Linked DNA regions of Sus scrofa: all the other regions are linked to region 3. Evidence: chromatin contacts called from public Hi-C and promoter capture Hi-C data. All regions are on one chromosome and are shown on one strand. Each heading gives the region's core, a stretch centred on a gene start, on an enhancer-like site or on the middle of the called end of the contact. The rest is flanking DNA. Distances are from core to core; before and after follow the strand shown. Region 1 holds the start of ZNF592 (zinc finger protein 592). Region 2 holds the start of ZNF774 (zinc finger protein 774). Region 3 holds the start of MAN2A2 (alpha-mannosidase 2x).

Evidence for each region. Promoter capture Hi-C pulls out the DNA fragments that hold promoters and counts their contacts. A called contact is a pair of places that touch in the nucleus more often than the background predicts.
Region 1: a promoter capture Hi-C map of fetal liver shows a contact between it and region 3, with 3 times the contacts expected there. The contact joins the promoter of ZNF592 here to the promoter of MAN2A2 in region 3. A contact is called at or near these places in 1 of 5 promoter capture datasets (fetal liver) and 1 of 2 datasets of contacts at active chromatin or transcription factors (alveolar macrophages).
Region 2: a contact with region 3 is called in a Hi-C map of skeletal muscle, with 6 times the contacts expected there. The contact joins the promoter of ZNF774 here to the promoter of MAN2A2 in region 3. A contact is called at or near these places in 1 of 47 Hi-C or Micro-C datasets (skeletal muscle) and 2 of 2 datasets of contacts at active chromatin or transcription factors (alveolar macrophages and skeletal muscle).

Annotation. Positions count from the first base shown.
Region 1 is chr7:52,791,583-52,795,752 of Sscrofa11.1, forward strand. It overlaps ZNF592 (zinc finger protein 592), which reads right to left and starts at 2,368. Exons shown (of 11, transcript XM_021098901.1): 1 at 2,262-2,368.
Region 2 is chr7:52,983,929-52,988,210 of Sscrofa11.1, forward strand. ZNF774 (zinc finger protein 774) reads left to right here and starts at 1,741. Exons shown (of 4, transcript XM_021098908.1): 1 at 1,741-1,904; 2 at 3,602-3,724. The coding sequence starts at 3,621.
Region 3 is chr7:53,495,935-53,500,513 of Sscrofa11.1, forward strand. MAN2A2 (alpha-mannosidase 2x) reads left to right here and starts at 2,983. Exons shown (of 24, transcript XM_001929378.5): 1 at 2,983-3,213; 2 at 3,481-3,946. The coding sequence starts at 3,914.

The DNA of each region.
Region 1 (4,170 bases), core at 1,118-3,617, 700 kb before region 3:
TAATGCCTGCAAAAGTCTTCTAAAATTGATTCTTTCACCTAATGGCAGTCCAGAAATGTTAATTCATTTTCCTTTCCCTTCCTAAAAGCTGGGCAAAATCGTCTGAGGAAAAGGATCCTCCCCAGACTGCTTGAGGCTTTTTCAGGCAGATCAAGTAGTTAGGCCATTCAACACAGAAAGCCTTACCATACCTGCTTATCTTGGTCCACACCAGAGTCCTCGAAAATGTAAATAACGTCATGTCACTCACTTAAACCCCTTCAAAGGTTCCTAATTACACTGGGAATACAATCCAAATTAAGGAGGGAAGGCATTCTGTCCCCAAGGCCCCAGTGATCTGACACACCTCTCCATAGACTTATCTCCTCTTTCTCCCTTTCCCCCCTACAGCCACACAGGCCTCTTTCACTTCCTCCAACTTGCCGAGCTCTGTGCTGCTCCACACATGGTTAACTCTTAACCCTCCTTCAAGTCTCAGCATAAATGTCACTTCCTCAAGGGAAGTCTTCCCTGAGCCCCCAACCCAAATAAAGGGCGACGTCTCTTACCACTCTTCACATTTCTTTCCTTGTACTCATCACAGTTTGAAATGATTAGTTCACTACTACCTTCAAAGTTTTATTCAAAAGACTTTCTTAGGAGGTCTTTCCAGGCCACTCGAATATAAATTCAGTCCTCACCCAACAACTCATAGCCTCCTTTCTTATTTTATTTTTCTCCTTAGCACTTATTAACAGACTATATTTTTATTACATATTTAATTTTATTGTCTCCCCCCACCCCAAGCCTCCAGGATGAAACTTCCACAAGGGCAGTTATTTTTGCTTGCTTTCTTCACAGTATCTAAAACAATGCCTGGCACATACTAGTTGACAAATATTTGTTGTTGAATGAAATTTCAAGATGATTTGCTTATTATTGGGCCTTCCCACAAGTCAATGAGCTCAATTAAGCTAAAACATGTCTTTTTGGTTTACCGCTGTACTCCCAAAACCTAGTCCAGTGCCTGGCACATAATAAGTGCTCAGTAAAATTTTGCTGAATGAATCAAAGCCACGACCAGTGGAAACATTGGAAAATGATCAAAATGTGTGTGCTAGCACCTTGCTTCCTGCTCTCTTTCACTGTGTAGTGTACCTATGAGTTTGAGGAAACAGATCCCTGAAATCCTACCAAGTACCCACCAGGCCAGGCATGTCCACATCCTGTATCCTTAGCCACACTCTACACACCAACAGATGCACCAGACAGCCCTTCCAGGAACACAGAGCTGAAGGCAAGTGGGCCAACCCTAAGCCAAATACCATCTTACCCCCAAGTCCCCTCCTCCAGTTCTATTCTAGACTAGTCCTGGGTGTTAGACATACTGCCCTGGGTGGGTCTGTGAATTTACTCCAATCCAGGCTTTTTAATGCCATCTCTGGCCTACGCAAAAGAAAAAATGGAGAAGAAAAAAAAAAAAAAAAGTTAAAAATCCCTGAGCAGTTCTGATAATCCTGGGGTTCTCAGAAGCAGGCACACCTCAGGTCGTACAGACCCCTCCCCCTCACACGCGCTGATCCAAGGCCAGGAGGCCATCTGTCCAGCAGACGCTCCCCGTCCTCCCTCGGGTCACATTGAGCCTCCCCCTCAGGTTGGCAGGAAAAGCCCCTGCAGAGACAACCTCCACCCTGATCAACAGGCCTGGTCACTCCCTGGGCCCCCAACTCCGGGGCAGGAATACCTGTCTGCTCCCGATGAAACCTCCCCCGGGGTCAGAACTTGGGCGGGGGGGGGCGAAGGGGAACGGAGGGGCGCCAAAAAAGGTCGATCCCCCAAGTGTCTACTCCGGGACGGCGACAGCTCTTCGGGCGGCCCAGACGGTCCGACTGACAGGACGCCCCAGCGGGGGAAAGTGGCACCGTTATCCGTGCCCGGGCAGGGGGCCGTGGGCCGACGCCGAGGGCGGCCGCCCGTCCCGCGCCAGGAGGACAGCAGCATGCCCGCCCAGCCGGGTAGCGGCGGGTCGGGGCGGCGGAAGGGGCAGGCGGCCCGTCGGCCGGGGGCGGGGTGGGGTGGCGGCCGGGGCCCGCCAGGCGGCGGTCGGGGGAAGTGGCTGCCGCCTCGGGCGGCGAGCAGGGTCCGCCTGGCTGCAGGGCCGGGCCTCGGCGCGGGCGCGGGCTCGGCCCCGGCTCCGCTCAGCCCCGGCTCAGGCTAGGGCGGCCTCGGCGGCGGCCCCGGCCCACAAGCCCCGCCCGGCCCGGCCCGCGGGGGGCGCTTACCTGGCGGCGGCGGCGGCTGCAGGCCCCGGGCTCGGCCGCGCGCGTCCCCAGCGCCGGCTGCGGGAGCCACAACATGGCGACGGCGGTGGCGGGCGGGGCTGCGGCTCCGGGGGCGGAGCGGGGGCGGGAGCCGGCCTGGCGGCGGGACCTGGCTGGGGCCGCGGGGGGGTGGGGGGAGGCGGAAGGCGACTCGGACCTGGGCGCCCGGCCCAGGGCGGTGTGGCTGAGCGGCTGCCCCAGCCCCAGTCTGGGCCCGGCCTCTCGCCTCTTGCCTTCGGCCTCCCGCCTCCCGTCCCGGGCGGGCTGCGCGGCACCGACCCGACGGCGGCGGGCGGGGCAGGGGAGGCACGGGGAAGAAATAGAACCCCAACCTCGCGGACCCGGGCCCGGCCCGCGGGCTCGCCTGCCTCTCCTGCCCAGCAGAGCACCCGGAGCGGTACCGGCCCAGCGGCCGCTCTCCGCGACTTGGGCCTCTCGTCCTCTGACGCGCCTCCCGGGCAGGGCCGAGGTCGGGGCCGAGGTCTCCCACTAGAGGGCCACGATCTGCCTACGCGGCTGTGTCGCCCTAGCGGAGGGCGAGCGCCTCAGGAGCTGAGACGGCGTCCTCTTCCCTCAGATCTGGCACTAGTGGAGCCTAGTAGGCAGCTATGTGAAAGGTAGCAGAGGGGGCATGGGCCTGGCGCTTACTAGGTGCGCCCTCAATGTTGGGTCATTGCTATATCTAGAGACCTGCACGAAGGCCCGGAGGAATGGAGCCTCTGGAGGAACCGTGAGACCCGCGGTGAACAGAGTTGAAGGCCTGGCAACGGGTGCCTCCCAGGGTATAGACGGCGAGACCTCCGAGTTACAGGGGAAGCTAGGACTGTGCAAGGTGAGAACGGAGAGGTGGGCAGATGGCCCAGAAGGTGACCAGCAGGACCTTCCAAGAGCCCAGCGTACCTGGAGACAGGCGGAATTAAGGCAACAGCCAGGTGATAGTGTGAGAACCCAGAGATGAGGCCCTGGTGTCTGGCAGTGAGCACCCACTGCCAACCGTGGAGAAGTGCGTCTGAAGAACGGGGAAGGACAGGCCAATCTTCAAGAGGGGTGGAACTTTCAGCCCGGTCCGACTGTGGGCCAGACTCTAAGCTGAGCTGAGCTCTTGAGTAGGGAGTAAGTGGTAGTGAAGCGCTGAAGGCAGTAAAAAGGGTGGTGGTTCTTTCCCGAAGTTTGGCAGGGAGAGGGGAAGAAAAGCAGGCCTTATGTATAGCTCCAGGGGTAGTTGGAGCAGAGGAGAAAGGTGATTTTTTTTTTCTTTTAAATTGAGGAGGTGCACTCAAAAGAGCTGATAGGGGAGAATAAAAAGATGAGAGAGAATAATTAATGGTGCATGATCTCATAAAAGGAAAACGAGATGGGGGGGTGCTAAGAAATCTGAGAAGAGGCACACTTCTTCCAACCAGGTTTAAAGGATACACAAAGATAGAAATAAATATTTTAGGGTGGGGAGGTATGCATACTCAGCCAGGCATGTTCCCATGGTTCAGTGACCTGGATGACCCCCAAAGTCAACCATAATCCTGCTGGGGTCACTGCCCTTTAAAACTTACATGTAGTTGGCTCTGGGAAACCCAAGATCTCTGCCAATATTTCCAAAGATTCATGGGGGAACTTGGAGTTCTCTAAATAATCACTGGCCCCAATTGCCCTTTTAGGAAATTTGTCACTATACCTTGGATACCACTCCATTTATTTTATTAAGATTTAATTTTATATTTTTAATGTTCTAGTGGTCTTAAGGTTGTCTTTTCTGGATTTTTTTTTTTTTGGTCTTTTTGACATTTCTTAGGCCACTCCGGTGGCATATGGAGATTCCCAGGATAGGGGTCGAATTGGAGCTGTAGCCACCGGCCTACACCAGAGCCACAGC
Region 2 (4,282 bases), core at 491-2,990, 510 kb before region 3:
AACCAGAAACAGACTCACAGATATGGAGAACAGACCTGTGGCTTCCAAGGGGGAGAGGAAAGGAAGTGGGATGGATAGTAGATGCAAACTATTATATTTAGAATGCATAAGCAATGAGGTCCAACTATATAGCACAGGGAACTATATTCAATATCCTGAGATAAACCATAATGGAAAAGAATATGAAAAAGAATATATGTATGTATAACTGAATCACTTTGTTGTACAGCAGAAATTGACACATCATAAATCAACTTTGCTTAAAAAAAAAAAAGGCCAGGGCAAAAGAAACAAGCGGTGTGGGGGTGGGGAGGGGCGGCAGGAGATAACTGTCAGCCAAATTCTGTGATTCTTCATTCATCCTCCCTCCACTCTTCCTGCTTATTGGTTGAAGAGCTACAGAACTCCCACCCATGGCAGAACACCGGAAAGACTCCTAAGAGGACTTGAGATGCCTTTGACTCCCTAGGGCCTGCTAAACTATGTTCTGGTCACATGAGGCCTGGAAACCTCAAGCTTTTCTGGATGTTCCTTGCTCTTCCTGCTAAGCAAAACCAGATATTAGTCTATAGGAGACAGAATTCCCCAAACTGCTGTTGTGGTTATCTTGCAGATGTCTAAATTATGTAGTAAATGCTAACCAAGATGCCCCTGGTTATATGAGCAAAAGGAGAAAAGACAAAATATTACTTCGTATTTTAGTCTTTTGTAGATTATCTCCTCTGTTGGACTGTGAACGTCATGAAAGCAAGAATCATGTGGAATTCATGTGGGTAACCACAGTGCCAGAACAGTCTTGAGTACAGAACATTACTGATGAAAATTCGTTAGAAGATGCACCATACATGTTTGTTGAAGAAATGGTTGAATTAGCATCAGAGTCTTCCGCATTAGCCCATTGGCTGGTAATTCTAAGCTTTTTACAGTCCATCACAAAATATACTTTCCTTTTTTAAATTGCAGTAAATCAACAGAGTAGACAGGCATATTTTTTTGATGGTAAGGAAAGTCTTCCATTATTGGCTAGACATCCCCCACCCCCTCAAAGTGAATACGGGCTCTCAGGTGAGATCCAGGAGTCTCCACAGTTTGGAACCTAATACCACATTTCCTAGAATACTTGACACTCTCGCTGGCCTCCTCTGGCCATTAACAGGTGTACTGACCAATGGAAAGGGGATATGCCTGGCAACTGTGCTAAGAGAAGGAAGCTGATGGTCTGTTTTCCACTAACGGTTCCTGATGGGGTTTGTTATGCCCAGTCCGAGTTGGCCTGGAACTTGTAAAGAGGCAGACACCATTCAGGCCATGGCCGCCGCGGGGTAGGGGGAGAGAGGGACCCGGCGGAGGAGGCTGCACAGCAAGGCCGAATCGACGAGCTGCTCCGCGCTCTGGAAGGTCTAGGTGCCAGAGCGCGGGCGATGCAGAAATTGGTACAAGGCTGCTCTGCGATAGTCAGGTGAGGCCCGGAGGTTCGAATCTCAGATCCCTCTCTGGATGTACGGTCTTTGGATCCCCTTCTTAGCTCTGAAGAGGCGGTTCCAGCGGCCGGGCAGCTCGGGAACTGGGTGTTAACACTTGTCACCGCAGGGAATTGGGCGTCCCGGTACTCGCAGTTCTTTGGGACTACGTCTCCCAAAAGACTCAGCTGTGATTGACAGCTCTAACAGCCTATGGACGAGGAATACCTCTCGTCCCAGAAACCGAGAAGCCAATGGAAAAAGGACAGGGGCGGTGTTTTCCGGCTGCTGGCTGTCCAGCCCAGAGTCCCACCTGTGTCCCCACAGCCCTGTCACGAGTCCCGGTCGGGTTCTGGGCGGCACCGCCACGGCGTTGCTGACCAGTTTGGCTTGGCGGTGGAGGACCCTCCCTTCGTGCTCCATCCTCGGCTGGGTCTCTGGGTGGTGAGTGAGCCGGGGAAGGAGATCACTGCGGCTGCCGCTCGTGCGATGCTGAGGGACGTGGATAGGGCTTGCCCGCCGCCCCGCCAACGCCCCTGCGGGATCCCCCCGGTTGCCTTTCGGAGCCCGCGGGTCTTGCTGAGGACTGGGGAGAGGTAGCCGCGGTTTTCTCCGCCTGCATCTGGAGAGCTCATACTCTTAATTTTTTGCTCCTTGTGGCTGGTCCCCTGGTTTCAGCTTAGTTTTGCGACCCTCTGACCGCTGCACCCAGATTGGGGCCTGCAGCACGGAGGGAGGAGAATGGGTGTCAGCCCTACCCATGTGGTCATGTTCCTATTAATAAACCCAGTGAACAAACTGGTGCTTCTCACAATGGCACTTAGTCACCGCACCTCCGAGCTCTAGGTCCTTGAGGTCACTCTCAAAAGGGGGCAGGGGCAAGAGACTGGGTGGGAAATCGGGTTTCTCTAGCTCTGGCTAAGAACTCTCACCCGCTCAATCCTGCTGTCTCCTGCAGGTGGGCCCTTCTGTTGGGTTTTATAATGGATATAGAAATAAAATTTCAAAACTCATAACAGTTTTCACTTCCTAATGACTTTATTTTAATTTGTTAAGGTTTTAAGCCAGAGAGATGAAAGGTATTACCTAAGGTTTTTAGGTTGTTAAAAATCCAGTACTTGATAAGTGACCAATAATAAATGCATAAATGTTTCCATGAAAAGTGGTTTTGTGTGTACCCGAGTAGTAGCCAGGTTCTTTGGTGAGACAAAGATGTGAAACTTCTTCATACCATTCTGGTCCATCCTCCACTGAAATGCAGAATTCTTTGTAGCAGGTTCAGCTGGATGACTTGTATTTGTTTCTATTGGAAACTCTTTTTTAAGTGGGAAAACAAACAAGTATTATCACATGTCTTTGTCACCCCTAATCTTACAACATATTAGCTACTCAATAAATTACTGATTTGTCCAGTAACCTGACCATCTCCCCCCAAATAATTTTTTCATAATACTTATGATCATTTTATTAGTGTGTTAATGGTTGTTTTTAGCCCCCAAGTATTTTGTTTTGTCCTTATCCTCATTGAATTTCACTTAATTTTACAGCTTGTCCATATTGTTTTTTTCATTTTAAATACATGTCCTTTTAAGTTCCATTTCTGACTGCATTAAACCTTGAAATAGAGTGGTACCTAGGGCAATTCCCTTTGAGCTTCTGCATAGTCTGTTCCCTGAGGTTGACATCAAATCTACAAGCCACGAAAAGTCAGCTATTCTAACTGATATAAGTATAATTAAAACCGCAGTTTCCTACTTAGACGAGGAAAATGTAGTTGGAGAGAGTTCAAAACTTTCCAGAAATCAAGTTATACCTGCACATTCTCTCCTCTGTTTATCTTGTCCATCATGGACAATTTATTCCTCAAAAAATTAATGTCTCCAAAGACTGAAGTTTCCATAGATGTGTTTGGGAGGCTCAGGCTTCACTTGGCGATGAGCAAGTTGGTTAAGGGAAAGATGATGTAAAAACAGAGAAAGAAAAGCAACACTTCTGTGGTTGACAGCACACAGAGCTATTCTGGCCTGGGGAGGGGGGTTGGTTGGATATGTTGCATGGCTGTAGTGTCTGTCTTATGATTTTGAGACAGTGGTGAGAATATCTAAAGAGCTACTGATACATACTGAGGTCTCTTGCTTTAGGAACTGATGACGCTCAGTGATGTGGCTGGGAACTTCAGGGAAGAGTGGGTTACCTGGCCACTGCTTAGAGAGTCCTCTTCGGGGATACTACCCTGCACAGTTAGAAGAATGGGCTCTCAATGGGTAAGAATACTACTCTCCTTTAGACTTAGATATCTTGAGCAGGCCCAGATCTGAGTGGTCTCTAGGGATGCTGGTCTCTTAGAGTTCCAGATCTCTGTAAGAGTAATTGTTGCCTCCCTGGCAGAAAAGGAATGACTTCCATTTTTATGGCACTTAGTAATTTGCAGATCTCTTTGATATTTATTGTTTTATTGATATTTTGCCATTCCCCCTTTGATATATATGTTTTCATCCTCCTTTTCCAGCTTAGGACCCTGAGACTCATAAGTGGCAGAGATGAGAGTCCAATCCAGGTCTTTGTGGAAAGGGGGGAGCTCTCCTCATAGGTTTTTTTTTTTCCCCTGTCACTTAAAAACAAAACAAAACAAAACGAAAACAGGAGTTCCCACCGTGGCTTAATGGTTAACGAACCTGACTAGTATCCATGAAGACAAGAGTTTGATTCCTGGCCTCGCTCAGTGGGTTAAGGATCTAGCATTGCCATGAGCTGTGGTGTAGGTCGAAGACACTGCTCGGATCTGGCGTTGCTGTGGCTGTGGCAACCCCTGGTAGTTGACC
Region 3 (4,579 bases), core at 1,733-4,232:
TCAGGACAATGAATTGGATTATCAATGGGGTGACTTTTGCTCCTAAAAAAAGAATTCTTAGCTGGATACATGGAAGGTTGGGGTGGCAGGAAGTAAACTTTCTAGAAACAGCTCTGACAGTGCCCTGATGACCTTGCCATGTAGGCTAGGTTTGAGCACAGTCCAACCTAAGTCTTTTTTTTTTTTTTTTTTTTTTTTTGTCTTTTTAGGGCTGCACCCATGACATATGGAGGTTCCCAGGCTAGGGGTCGGATCAGAGCTACAGCTTTCAGCCTACACCACAGCCACAGCAACGTCAGATCCCAGTCGCGTCTGTGACCTACAGCACAGCTCACGGCAACACTGGATCCTTAACCCACTGAGCGAGGCCAGGGATCGAACCCACAACCTCATGGTTCCTAGTTGGATTTGTTTCCACTGCACCATGATGGGAACTCTCCAGCCTAAGTCTTGGCAGAATATAATATGATTCTTCCTGGAACAGGGTGAGATAAGCAGCCTGATGAGGCGCTACCCTCTTTTGTGGGAGATGCCACAAGGCTGTTTCTTTTCCTTTTTTCCTTTCTTTTTTTTTCAGGGCTGCACCTGCGGCATATGGAAGTTTCCAGGTTAGGGGCTGAATCAGAGCTGCAGCTGCCAGCCTACACCACAGCCACACCAGATCTGAGCCACGTCTGTGACCTACACCACAGCTCATGGCAACTTCAGATCCTCAATCCCCTGAGCAATGCCAAAGATCAAACCTGCATCCTTATGGATACTAGTTGGGTTCGTAACCCACTGAGCCACAATGGGAACTCCTCACAAGGCCATTTCTTATCCTCATAGTTTCAGTTGAGTGCAGGCCTTTCTGCCATATTCCCTCCCTCTTCACCTCACTTAGAGTGTAGCTGCAGGCCATAAAATTGTCTGATTGTAGTTGAGTTTGGCTCCCAGCCAACGAGAGATTTCCCACCACCATCTGGCCTGTCTCATGCTTCCTCGGGTCACTGTTGTCCTGTGAATAGGGAAAGGTGACACCACGCTGATCTTGTTTTTTTTTGTTTGTTTGTTTGGTTTTTCTTCTTCTTTTCTTTCTTTCTTTCTTTCTTTTTTTTTTTTTTTTTTTTTTGCTTCTTTAGGGTTGCACCCTCAGCATATGGAAGTTTCCAGGCTAGGGTTGAATAACAGGAGCTACAGCTGCCGGCCTACACCACAGCCACAGCAACTCAGGATCCAAGCCATCCACGTCTGCGACCTACACCACAACTCACGGCAATGCCAGATCCCCAACCCATTGAGCAAGACCAGGCAGGGATTGAACCCACATCCTCATGAATGCTAGCTGGGTTTGTTTCTGCTGCACCACAACAGGAACTCCTGGTCTTGTTTTTGTTAGCTGGGTAGTATCTGTCTGGCTCCAGTGTGGCTTGTTGTCTTACTGGCTAGGTCTCATGGAAATGCAGCAGGCACACTGAGCAGCTGCATGGTGATCCTTGGGGTCCTGCTAGCTGCCATGTTGCACTTAGGGACTGCTTGACGTCTTGATAGAGGGGAATTTTGGGGGAGTAATGGAAAGGTTCTATGCTTTGATCTGAATGGTGGTTATACTTGTATACACATTTATTAAAACTCTTCAAGCAGTAAATACACTTAAGACTTGTGCCATATAAGTTGTATCGCAATTAAAAAAAAAAAAACCCACCAGAAAACTAATAAGAGCTCTTGAAAATAAGATTACGATAGCCAAAATGAGAAATTCAGTATAAGGATCAGAAGATAAATTTCCCAGAACATTGGGCAAAACACAGGGATACAGAGGATGATGAAACCAGTCCAGGTCTCACACCTTAATAACAGGCATTCTAGTTAGCAAATAAACCTAGAAAGCTGTTTCTGATGGTGATAAACAAAATGGGAGTCAAACTAATAAGATGGTTTTGTTAAGTGTGGTTAATCAACCAAAAAGTCATTTAAGGAATTTTCAACAGTTTGTGGAGGGCTGGTAGAAACTGGCACAGTCCTTTTGGGGCGCAACAGAATGCGCTAAATCCTAATCTTGTGCCCAGGTAACCTCACTGCGGCAAATTTGTCCTAAGACAATCATTTTAGAAGACAAATGTGGAATTCATGGAGATGTTTTATTATGTGTGATTTATTATGCTGCACGATTATAAACAACCCAGATGCCCAGTCAAAGAACAAGTAAGAAAAGCATAGATCTGGAGTTTCCGGCATGGCGCCGCAGAAACAAATCCGACTAGGAACCATGAGGTTTGGGGTTCAATCCCTGGCCTTGCTCAGTGGGTTAAGGATCCGGCATTGCCAAGAGCTGTGGTGTAGGTCGCAGATACTGCTCGGATCTGGCGTTGCTGTGGCTGTGACACAGGCTGGCAGCTGTAGTTCCGATTGGACTCCTAACCTGGGAACCTCCATATGCCGCGGGTGCGACCCTAAAATAATAATAATAATAATAAATAAAAATTTTTTAAATTAAAAAAGGAAAGTATAGATCTTATTCACCGGTGGCAAGCACGGCAAGGGATCGTGATGAACGCACGGTACCAAGAGAAGGCAGCGCCCCCTTGCCTGAGAAGCGTAACTGTATCGAATTAAGGATACCTACCCCAGAGGGGGGGAGGGGGCCGGAAAATGTGCTCCATCGTTTGGCTGGTGAAATGAAGGAGGAATGTTTCTACTGCTGGTAGATAACAAGGCGCTTACTCTAGCAAGATTCAAAAAACATCAAGTTGCGCTCCGCTCCAGGCGGCTAGGCAGCGCGCCAAGACCGGGGTCGCGACTGCGGCTGCGCACTGCGGCCCGGCCGCCCGCGCCAGGGGGCCCCCGGTCCTGACCGCACCGGAAGCGCCCGGCCGGCCAGCGGGAGCCGAGCGAGGGCAGTAGCCGGGGCCCAGCTCGCCCGGCTCGGCAGGGGCGCACCGCAGACAGCGGCGGTGCCTGGGCGAGCAGGCGGGGCCGAGGCGGCGCGGGGGCGGGCGAGCCTGTCCCCGCCCCGCATGCCGTTCGGCCCGGCGGCCGCGAGAGGCCGGGGACCCGCGCCGGGTGGGCGCAGCGGAGCGCGCCGGTGGCCCTGGCCCCAGCGGGAGCGACGGGTGGGCGGACGCCCGCCTTCGCCTGCATCGCTGTCTTTCCCCCGGGCCGTTGTCCCCCGGGATGTGAGGGCCGCAGCTCCGCCGGCGGGGCCTGGAGTGGAGCGGAGAGCGGACGCAGACGGTAACGCGCTGGGCGGGCGCGGGGAGGGCTCTGGCTGCCCCGGCCGTGTCCAGGCTTGGGCAGCAGGAGCGCGGGCAGCGCTTCGGGGTCAGAGGCGGCCGGAGATCCCGCATCGGGCAGTTGTCGTTGAGGTCCCAGAGCCGGCAGAGCCAGGGAGGGCCGCAGCCCAGGAGGGCCGGGAGGGGGCTGGGCCGGCCAGCAGGCGAGCGCCCGGAGACCCGGCGGCAGGTGCCGGGACCCCCTTGGGATCCAACTCTCTCTCCCCAGCTCCACCTACTTTGGCCTGAACCCAGCCTCCGAGGGCTAAAAATATTGCCCCGAGGCTCCTGAGCGGAATCAGATCGTGCTAAGTAGGGCACAAGGCTGCAGAGGCGACCGAGCTCTTCGGCCCCGGGGCTGGAGGAAGACTCCTGAGCAGCGGCTCCCACCTACGCTCGGCGGCTAGCGGTCTCGCTCAGCCCAGCAGGCAAGTGCGGGGCCGCAGTGGTTCTCTGAAGTTGCCCCACACCGAGCAGCCGCGCCTAGCTTCTCGCTACCCATCAATCACTGCTGGCTTCTCAGGGGGTCCTGTAAATGCTTTATAAGCAGTGGCCGAAAGTTACCCACTGAAGGAATTAGAACTATCAGGCAGAAGCCGTAGGGCTCTTCGTGTTAGAAACGTCAGCTGTGGCTTCTTTTTAAATTCATTCCATGTTTCTGAATGAGAGAGGAGCTGTGCCAGGCACTGTTTCTGGTGAGTACCAGTCCGATTCAAGAGGGTAGGGAGAAGAACTTTCTTGTTAGTCTCCGGGGGCTTTGGCTGTATCTTTTTTTTTTAAATCCTCTTTTTTCCCTATTTTTCTTTTTTTCTTCTTCTTCTTTTTTTTTTTTTTTTTTTGGAGGAGGGCCCACCTGTGACATAGGGAAGTTCCCAGGCTAGGGTCCAGTTGGAGCTGTGTTGTCAGCCTACACCACAGCTCACAGCAGTGCTGGATCCTTAACCCACTGAATGAGGCCCCAGATTGAATCCGCATCCTCATGGATACTAGTCGGGTTTGTTAATGCTGAGCCACAACGGGAACTCCTGGCTGTATCCTTTAAATCAAAACAGATACCAGTGTATTCCTTTGAAAATAGAAGCATATGGGCAGGGAGCCTGGACACCCTCCTCCTTTAAGTGATTGTGTCTTTCTTGTAGGCAAGCCCTGTGGGCAGCTGGTGATAATCAGGACATTGTATGGCTAACTCAACAGCCACAGCTGGGAAGTTTGTTATCTGGTCGTGTTTTTTTTTTGTTTGTTTTTTTTTTTTAATAGCATCCACCTGGGAGAGAGCATCATCTTCACCCTAGGGACAGAGTGCCTCCAGGACTAGGCAGGACCAGTCT